Regions from separate parts of the Mus musculus genome. Here region 2 is linked to region 1. A link is a contact called in public HiChIP or PLAC-seq data. All regions are on one chromosome and are shown on one strand. The core of a region is the stretch at or near the end of the contact, and the rest is flanking DNA. Distances in the headings are between cores, read along the strand shown.

Region 1 (4,022 bases), core at 1,512-4,011:
GCGGGCAGGGCCACCCAGGATTGCTGCCTCATTTTAGTTTGTAACTTTTCTTGCTTTAATGTTCCGGGACAGGGCACTAAATCACCGTGCAGTAATGGAGCCGCACTCCCACCCCTCCCTGCCGCGTTAATAATTCATGCCTTCCAGTAAGATGCTCGGAGCTACTGCCTTATTGGAGGCAGTGTGTTTCCTCCACCCCCCCCCCCCGCCCCTCCTCAAACGGGCAAGGTCTGTCTGAGCAGACACTAGAACGTAGTGTGCTCAGCGCTCTATTTCTTGATATCTCGCATCCGTATGAGGAATCAGACCCATCTCAGTCAGTTCTGAGTCTGCAGTCTACACCAGAACTGGGACTGTAGCTCAGAGCCCAATCCCCACTGACTCCTGTCTGAGCGACACTGGGAAAGTCATTTAACTCCCTCATGCTCCTCGTACGTAAATTGAGGTGACTGACCATAGTGTTTCCCCATCTGAGCACGGGTACCTCAGAGTACATTGCAGCTCAGAAGCACTATGATTCCTGTTCTGACCTGTCACCCCACCCCACCCCCTCAGGCTCCGCAGGCAGCAGCAAAACGCACCCCTTTTTGGGAAGATTCGTAGTACCCGATTTGGCACCGAGGAAGCCGGAGACGGAGCCAGCGACCTGGATGAGGATGAGGACCTGCAAATCCAGGTGGCCTAGGACATCCAGGGTGGAAGAGGACCGACCCCAAAGCACAGATGCCCAGCGGAGCATCCTCTCAAACCCTGACAGCCATCTTTCGCTGTCTGTACGCACTTGGGTTCCACCCCCCTGCTTCAAACCACTTCCTTCTCTCCCAGGAAAGCGGGAGTTTCACCTATCACACCCCTGTGAAGGGGGAGCCTGTTGGATATGTATATTGTATATATGCCCAGGGTTGCTTGGACCCAACTGACAGCCCAGCACCCAGATCTTAAGACCCCACCTGCACAAGACTTCGTGCAGAGATGGAACATGGTGAGGGAGGCTTGGTGGTCTGGAAGGGGCTATTCATAGTAAGATACCATGAACATGAACTCAGACTTTTGTAATAAATGGACTTGAAGCTCTCAAGGCAGAGTTCTGAAAGTGTAGGAGACTGGGGAAGGAGGCAGGGGTGGGGGTGGGGTGGGGGTGAGCATCATCCTGCACCTAACATTGAACCAGAGTCCAAGATGGTTGAGGGAATGACTGAGTACCAGTTCAGCTGAGGGGTCTGGTGTCCAGTCTGTCCGGAAACAAGGAAATGTGGTACCCTTCTTATCTGGATAGGAAGAGACTTCAGTCCGTAGGTTCAAATCTCTGCTCTACCTTTGACTGACTGTGCAACCGCAGGGACATCCCTCACCTTCTCTGAGCCTCAGGTTTCCCATCTGGAAGTTAGTGTTCTGTAGCTCACTGGGTAAAAACACTTGGAATGCAAGCCCGACAACCTGGGTTTGATCCTCAGAGCCCGAGTTAAGGTGGACCGAGAGAATGAACTCCGTGTAAAGGCCTCTGTCCTCCACAGGTGCACACACACTAGTAATAATAATAATCATCGATTTTGTAAATGCAAAACTTTGTTACTCTCCCTGGAGGCCTACCATGGGCAGGAGGATTTGCCAGCAGGGTGGGGAGCTGATTGCAGCAGGATTAGGAACCTGGTGGAAATTCACTCACAGGAGATGTGAAATTCTCTTCTTTGGTTGTTTATTTGAGATAGGGTCTTTTGTAGCGCTGGGCTAGCCTGAACCTGAATGGCAGACTGGCCTTGAACTCAGTCCTCCTCCCTCGGTCTCCAAGTAACAGGATTACAGGCATGCCCCACCACAGCCAGGCTGTACTTACAGTTTGGACATCTAATTTCCCAAACCTAATTAGCAGATTTATATAGAATTTGAAGGAGATGGGCGACTGGAGACACAGCAGCAGACACTTAAATTTATTAAAGTTAGCCAGGCAGTGGTGGCGCATGCCTTTAATCCCAGTACTCTGGAGGCAGAGGCAGGCAGATCTCTTGAGTTCATGGGCCAGCCTGCTCTACAGGGCAGCCAGGGTTATACAGAAAACCCTGTCTTGAATCCACCTCCACTACTCACCCCCAATTTTGTTTTGTTTTTCTAAAGTCAAGGGGAATTCAGGAATCTTGCTCTCCTGATAGGCTCTGGAGATGTGAGGATTGCTCCAACAGGCAGGTGGTAGCTTCCTGTATTGGGGGGCGGGGAGGGGGGTTGTCAAAGAAGCTCAGGCCATGCACAAAGAGAAGTTAAACTGAGTTCAGGAAAGGGTTCACTGTTCGGAATGGAGAGCTGCCATAAAGACTTTATCTCTGTGTCATCTGGTTAGGAAGGTCCCTGGAGGCTACACTGTGTCATCTGGTTAGGAAGGTGCCTTGAGCCCTGGGGACTAAGGTGCTAAGGGGCCCAGCAGGGAGCCAGAGCCCAGCTTCATCCTCAGGCTTAGCTGATGGTGTTGGTGGGGTGTCAGAGGCTCCAGGCCCCTCCTGGGCTCGCAGGTGAAGGAGGAAAGGAAAAAAAGAGGCCGTCCCCACCCCCACCCTGTGCCGGAAATCAGTCCTCAGGAGGCAGCCCAGCAGGAAAGGACCCTCTCCTGCCAGGGAGGTTTCTTCTTCCTCTCTCAAACAGGAAATAGGCCAAGAAAAGACTGAGAGTGCTGCCCTTTGACCCCCCAGGAGCTAGAAGCCAGGCCCTCACTGACAGCTGCCATTCCCAGACACAGAGCAGAGCCTGGCTCCCCCAGACTCCCTGGCACCTCCAGAGAGATAGTGTGGAGCAGGGGCCTCCTCACGGTGTCTATATCTCTCCACCAGGCTGCTCTCGGAGAAGTGTTGGTGCACAGAGGATCTGGTCTGGGAAAGGGAAGCCTCCGGAGCAAGGCTTGGGGAATGGTGGGATGGGGGTGGTGGGGGTGGGGGCTGGGCGCTGCTCACGGCCTTTCATGGGTCACTGCTACTTAAAGTGAAAGTCATCCAGGGGTCATGGCGCACCGAAGCATTAGCCTTGGCTCACATGGTGCCTTAAGGAAAATCTTTAATGTGCTGCTAATATTAGTCATGGGAAGTCTGCCCATCCAAATGTGGGTTTCCCTCTCCTGAGCCGTCAGCACCTTTGACCACACCGTCCCCTGCTCCCATGTGGCTACTACAGCTGCTCTCAGGAGGTAAGAGGCGTTTCTGTGCCTCAGACCCCACCAGCTCCTGCAGCCTTATCTCTTAGGGAGGCCATTTGAGGGCAGGGTACCTATTGAACATTACAAGGGGGGAGCCAGAAGGCAGCCAGTGTGAGGTGCAGCCATGCCAAGAACACTTGTCACTTAGGTTGCTGGAAGGGTGACGGCCAAAAGTTTTACAGGCAGCTTTCCCCAGGCTTCTCTACCAGCCAGTGAGACAGGTATACCACTATCCCTGTCCCATTTATGCTGGAATCCAGGGGCTCAGGGGGAGCAACCGCAACCACACAGCTGAGTAGCCACGGTCTCATCCTGATTTGGGCAGTCTCAGTGCAGAGTCTGCCCAGGCTACCCATCAGGATAAGGAGCCTGCGGTCTTACCTAGTTCTTGCCAGGCTGAATCCCCAACACCACCCAGAATTACTGTCCCCCAACAGCCCTTCACAGCCTCAGTCTCCCTGTTTCTCTCTTAGTGCGAATGGTGGTTTTGTCTGGTACCCTCACCGCACCCCACCAACCACAGTGTCCTGGGATGATGGGAGGAAGGAAGGACATAGGGATAAGAAATGAAGGATAAACTGAGTGTAGGGTTGCAAGCATTTATTCCTAGAGGGAGGCAGACCTATGAGTTCAAAGCAAGCCTGCTTGACACAGCGAATTCCAGGATAGCCAGAGCTACATAGTGAGACCCTATCTTGAAAAATGTAGTGGTGGAGGTGGGGTGGGGTGGGGGAGAATGGGGGACTAAGTAATAGAAAGCTGAAGCCAGAATCTGGCCCACCACGGCTACTTGGTTTTTGTTTTTGTTTTGTTTTGTTTTGTTGGAGGGGGGCGGTATCTGCTGGAG
Region 2 (3,744 bases), core at 347-2,846, 340 kb before region 1:
AGACAATTTCAGAGCAACTCTAGAGTTGGTTCTAATCATCTGTCTTTCTACACTTTTTTTTTTTTATATAATGGGCTCCTGGGAGTGACTCTCATTTCTTTATTTTTTTTATTTAATTCTTATATAAATTATATACATATATATATTTGAGTACACTGTAGCTGTCTTCAGACACACCAGAAGATGTCATCAGATCCCATTACAGATGGTTGTGAACCACCATGTGGTTGACTGGGAATTGAACTCAGGACCTCTGGAAGAGCAGTCAGTGCTCTTAACCGCTGAGCCATCTCTCCAGCCCTCTTTCTACACTTCTAAACCCCTTTCCTGACACCAAAGGCACTTGGCTGTCTTCTGAGTTATTTATTCATTTGTCCAATGATACAATGTTTCAGAATTTTTAACCCATCCACTGTGAGAAGGCAAGACTTTCAAGCAGAGTAGATAAAAGTTACTTTTGCCTTTGGCTCGAATATCTATGGTAAATATCTATGGTAAAATATTGAAGTTATGTGAGTTGAGGGCTGGAGTGTGGCTCAGCAACAAAGACTTGCCTCTTGGGCCTGGGACTCTGGACTGGAACTCCAGCATGGGACCGGATAGGGATGTAGGCACAATGTTATTGTGCCCTGTGTCCTCTCTCTCCCTCCCCCTCCCCTGGCTTATTCTCTCCCCCATTCAATCATTGGCTGATCAGTTCTATATTGACCAGTCAGGGAATAATTGGGAATTCAAACAGGAGAAGAGGGTCCAGGAGACAGCATAAGAAAACAGAAACATTTGACTAGCTCTCATGTAATATGCTAGGTTTATTTGCTGGGCTTGCCTTCTGTTTAAGGCTCTACCCATCTGACTATAGTTGATGTTGATGTTTTTGTGACAGAGTCTCACTGTGTAGCCCTACCTGGTCTGGAATTCAGAGTTACTTGCCTCTCCAGGGCTGGAATTAGAGGCATGCGCCACTATGCTTAGCTTAGTGAACTTCCGGTCTCAGCTTCTTGAGGGCAATCTCAGGTGTGTTCTGCCACGGCTAGCAAGATTGGGTTTTTGTTGTTGCTGTTTTTGTTGTTGTTGATTTGTTTTAATTTTTGAGAATATAAAATGTTAACAGTACTCCTGAAGCACAAAACTGTATGCTCAGGAAAGTGTCACAAGTCCTCCTTCGCCTGTCATCTGCCCCTATAAGGAGCTAAATACATTAGGTTTGGGGATATTTTTGTTTTCTTTCTTTAGTACCCAGCGTCTTGCACACACTAGGTGGATGCTCTATCACGGAGCCTAGCCTCAAGCTTTTAAGTTTGTCATATTTGATTTGTATTTGGGGCAGGATCCTGCTCCATTGGCCAGGCTGCCATTCCTGTTGTAGTCCAGGTGAGCACCACCATCTCCGTCTCCATCTGCCTCAGCCTCCTAAGGAGCAGGGCTCACAGGCCTGTGCCACCTGGTCTGCCTAGGCTCCTTGACTCCCATGTTTTCCATCTTGTGTTTTCCTCTTTTCAAAAACAGGCAGGCCCTTGGCTGTGTTCTTACTTCCGGTTTTGTGGATGATAGCTTATTGTCAGCTGCAGTCACAGACAGCCTTCCCTCCCCTCTCCTCCCCTTCCTTCCCCCACAGTGAGCACTTGGCATAGTGCCAATGCTTTACAACTATGAATAGCAATGCAGGTGTGTGTGTGTGTGTGTGTGTGTGTGTGTGTGTGTGTGTGCGCGCGTGCATGTGTGTTTGGATTTTGTATTGAGCAGTAAGTTATTTTGTTTTTAGAAGAGCAGATTTCTGCTTTCTAGTCCTTCAGATGAGATTTCAAACAGAGCAGCATGCTATGGTATTGAGAGGCTCGGGAGGTGTGGGGTGGCTGGTGACACCCAAATCCCTTCTTTGTGATATACTGGCTGGGTGAATTTGCAAAATTTACTTGACTTTTCTAGGGTTAGTTTCTGCATCTATAAAATAGAAGTAACCATCTCCTACTTTGTCTGTTGTGAAGATTAAGTAAGCTAGTCCAAGCCAGGCATGGTGGCACACCCAGCACTGGGTAAGGTAGAGGTGTATCTCTATGAGTTCAAGACTACCCAGGTCTATTTATTGAGGTTCAGGACAGCCAGAATAACCTAGTAAAACCCAGTCTCAAAACAAAACAAGACAAAACACAGTAAGACAACACCATCCATGTTAAAAATGTAATAGTCCAGCCGCCTTTAATCCCAGCACTCGGGAGACAGAGGCAGGTGGATTTCTGAGTTCGAGGCCAGCCTGGTCTACAGAGTGAGTTCTAGGACAGCCAGAGCTACACAGAGAAACCCTGTCTCGAAAAAAAGGGGGAAAAAAAAAGAAAGAAAGAAAGAAAAATGTAATAGTCCGTGTGTGTGCCTCTGTGTGTGTGTGTGTGTGTGTGTGTGTGTGTGTGTGTGTGTGTGTGATCTCATAGCCTCAGGCTATCTTGTAATTTACTCCCTATATAGCAGAGACCCGCCTTGAAGACCTGTGTGTCCTATGTCTTTCTCCTGAGCACAGAGACACCCTCCCTCCTCATCCAGCCCAGGCCTGTGTTTGCAGATTTCCTCTTGCTAACACTTGGAGATCGGTGCTCACTGGTAGACGGGTTCCAGCCTGGGGTCACGGAGGCTGATGATCCTTTTAAGAAAGATTTATTAGGAGAATTATTAATACTATGGATGGACAGACAGACAGCAGCATGGCAGGAGCTCTTTACCTGAGCCTTTTGGGGAAATGAGGAGGGACATGAGGATTCTCCTGGAATCCAGGCATCGGGGAGTCAGTTAGGAGCCTAAAGATTCACAAGCAGGCCCTGGGTAAAGGGTTTGCTGTTTCCTTTCCAAAAGAAAGGAGGCCGCTGCAGGTGGGCGTGGTCTGAGCAGCAGTCTGGCTCAGATTCTAATAGCAGACCCTTGTGATCACCACAGACTTGCACAGGGTGGCCATAGACTGGGTCCTAGTGTGTGCTGTAGCTGGTGTCGAACAAGGTGATACCCTTCCCCTGAGCAGATCAGTGCAAAAGGAGGGAAAGTTTGTTTGGGCTCTTGGTTTCAAAGGTTTCATTCCATGGTTGCCTGACACATACATGCACACATATGCATACATACATACATGTACACATACATGTATATACAAATGTATAGATAAATATGTACACAATATACTGAGAGGGGGAGGGAGGGAGAGGGAGAAGGAAAGAGAGAGAGAGAGAGAGAGAGAGAGAGAGAGAGAGAGAGAGAAAGAGAGAGGAGAGGGAGGCAGCCAGCCAGATAGATTGAAATCCCAGATCCTCTTCAAAGTATTACTCCCAATGACACATCCTTGTGAATGGGCTTTTCTCATTTGTATATTCTAGTCCCCACTCTCCTGCTTCATGTACTTTCCAGAGCAGAGGCCTGCCTGGATCATGGAGAATTCCATTCATGTAGACAGGTCTGCCAGCCATGACTCAAAGCTGAGCAGCCAGCAGCTGTCCCCTCCATTGCTCTTTGTCACTCCAGCACAACACGGAGCCTCCCTGCTGCCTGTCATGTGTGAATTATGGACTCACATGACAGAGGTGACAGCGCTTGGGCTGCTGGCGAGCCGGCTTCCAAGCCTTCTGATGGATGATCACGCTTGTGTCTCCTGGGGAAAGCCAGGGAGAAATGCAAATCTCAGGCGATTAATATCACCGCACGCAGTTTAAGCCCATTGGCTCTGATTTGCTAAGCAGCCGGCAGCAGCCTCATTTAAAAACAAAAACCAAA

Evidence for each region. HiChIP or PLAC-seq counts read pairs in DNA pulled down with a chosen protein or histone mark.
Region 2: an H3K27ac HiChIP or PLAC-seq map of large pre-B cells shows a contact between it and region 1, with 5 times the contacts expected there. The contact joins two enhancer-like sites. A contact is called at or near these places in 2 of 39 promoter capture datasets (HPC-7-derived erythroid cells and hematopoietic stem and progenitor cells), 4 of 115 datasets of contacts at active chromatin or transcription factors (embryonic stem cells, large pre-B cells and memory CD8 T cells) and 1 of 9 other capture datasets (adipose tissue).

Annotation. Positions count from the first base shown.
Region 1 is chr8:94,899,925-94,903,946 of GRCm38.p6, reverse strand. Ccdc102a (coiled-coil domain containing 102A) reads left to right here. Exons shown (of 9, transcript NM_001033533.3): 9 at 556-1,078. The coding sequence ends at 685. Among named protein-coding and RNA genes, the nearest start is that of Ccdc102a, 16 kb to the left of the region's middle. Within about 2 kb of position 2,761, at least 55 of the 459 cell types and tissues checked have an H3K27ac peak or open chromatin away from gene starts, as enhancers often do.
Region 2 is chr8:95,243,218-95,246,961 of GRCm38.p6, reverse strand. All of the region lies in intron 31 of Cngb1 (cyclic nucleotide gated channel beta 1), which reads left to right. Among named protein-coding and RNA genes, the nearest start is that of Gm31277, 44 kb to the right of the region's middle. Within about 2 kb of position 1,596, at least 67 of the 459 cell types and tissues checked have an H3K27ac peak or open chromatin away from gene starts, as enhancers often do.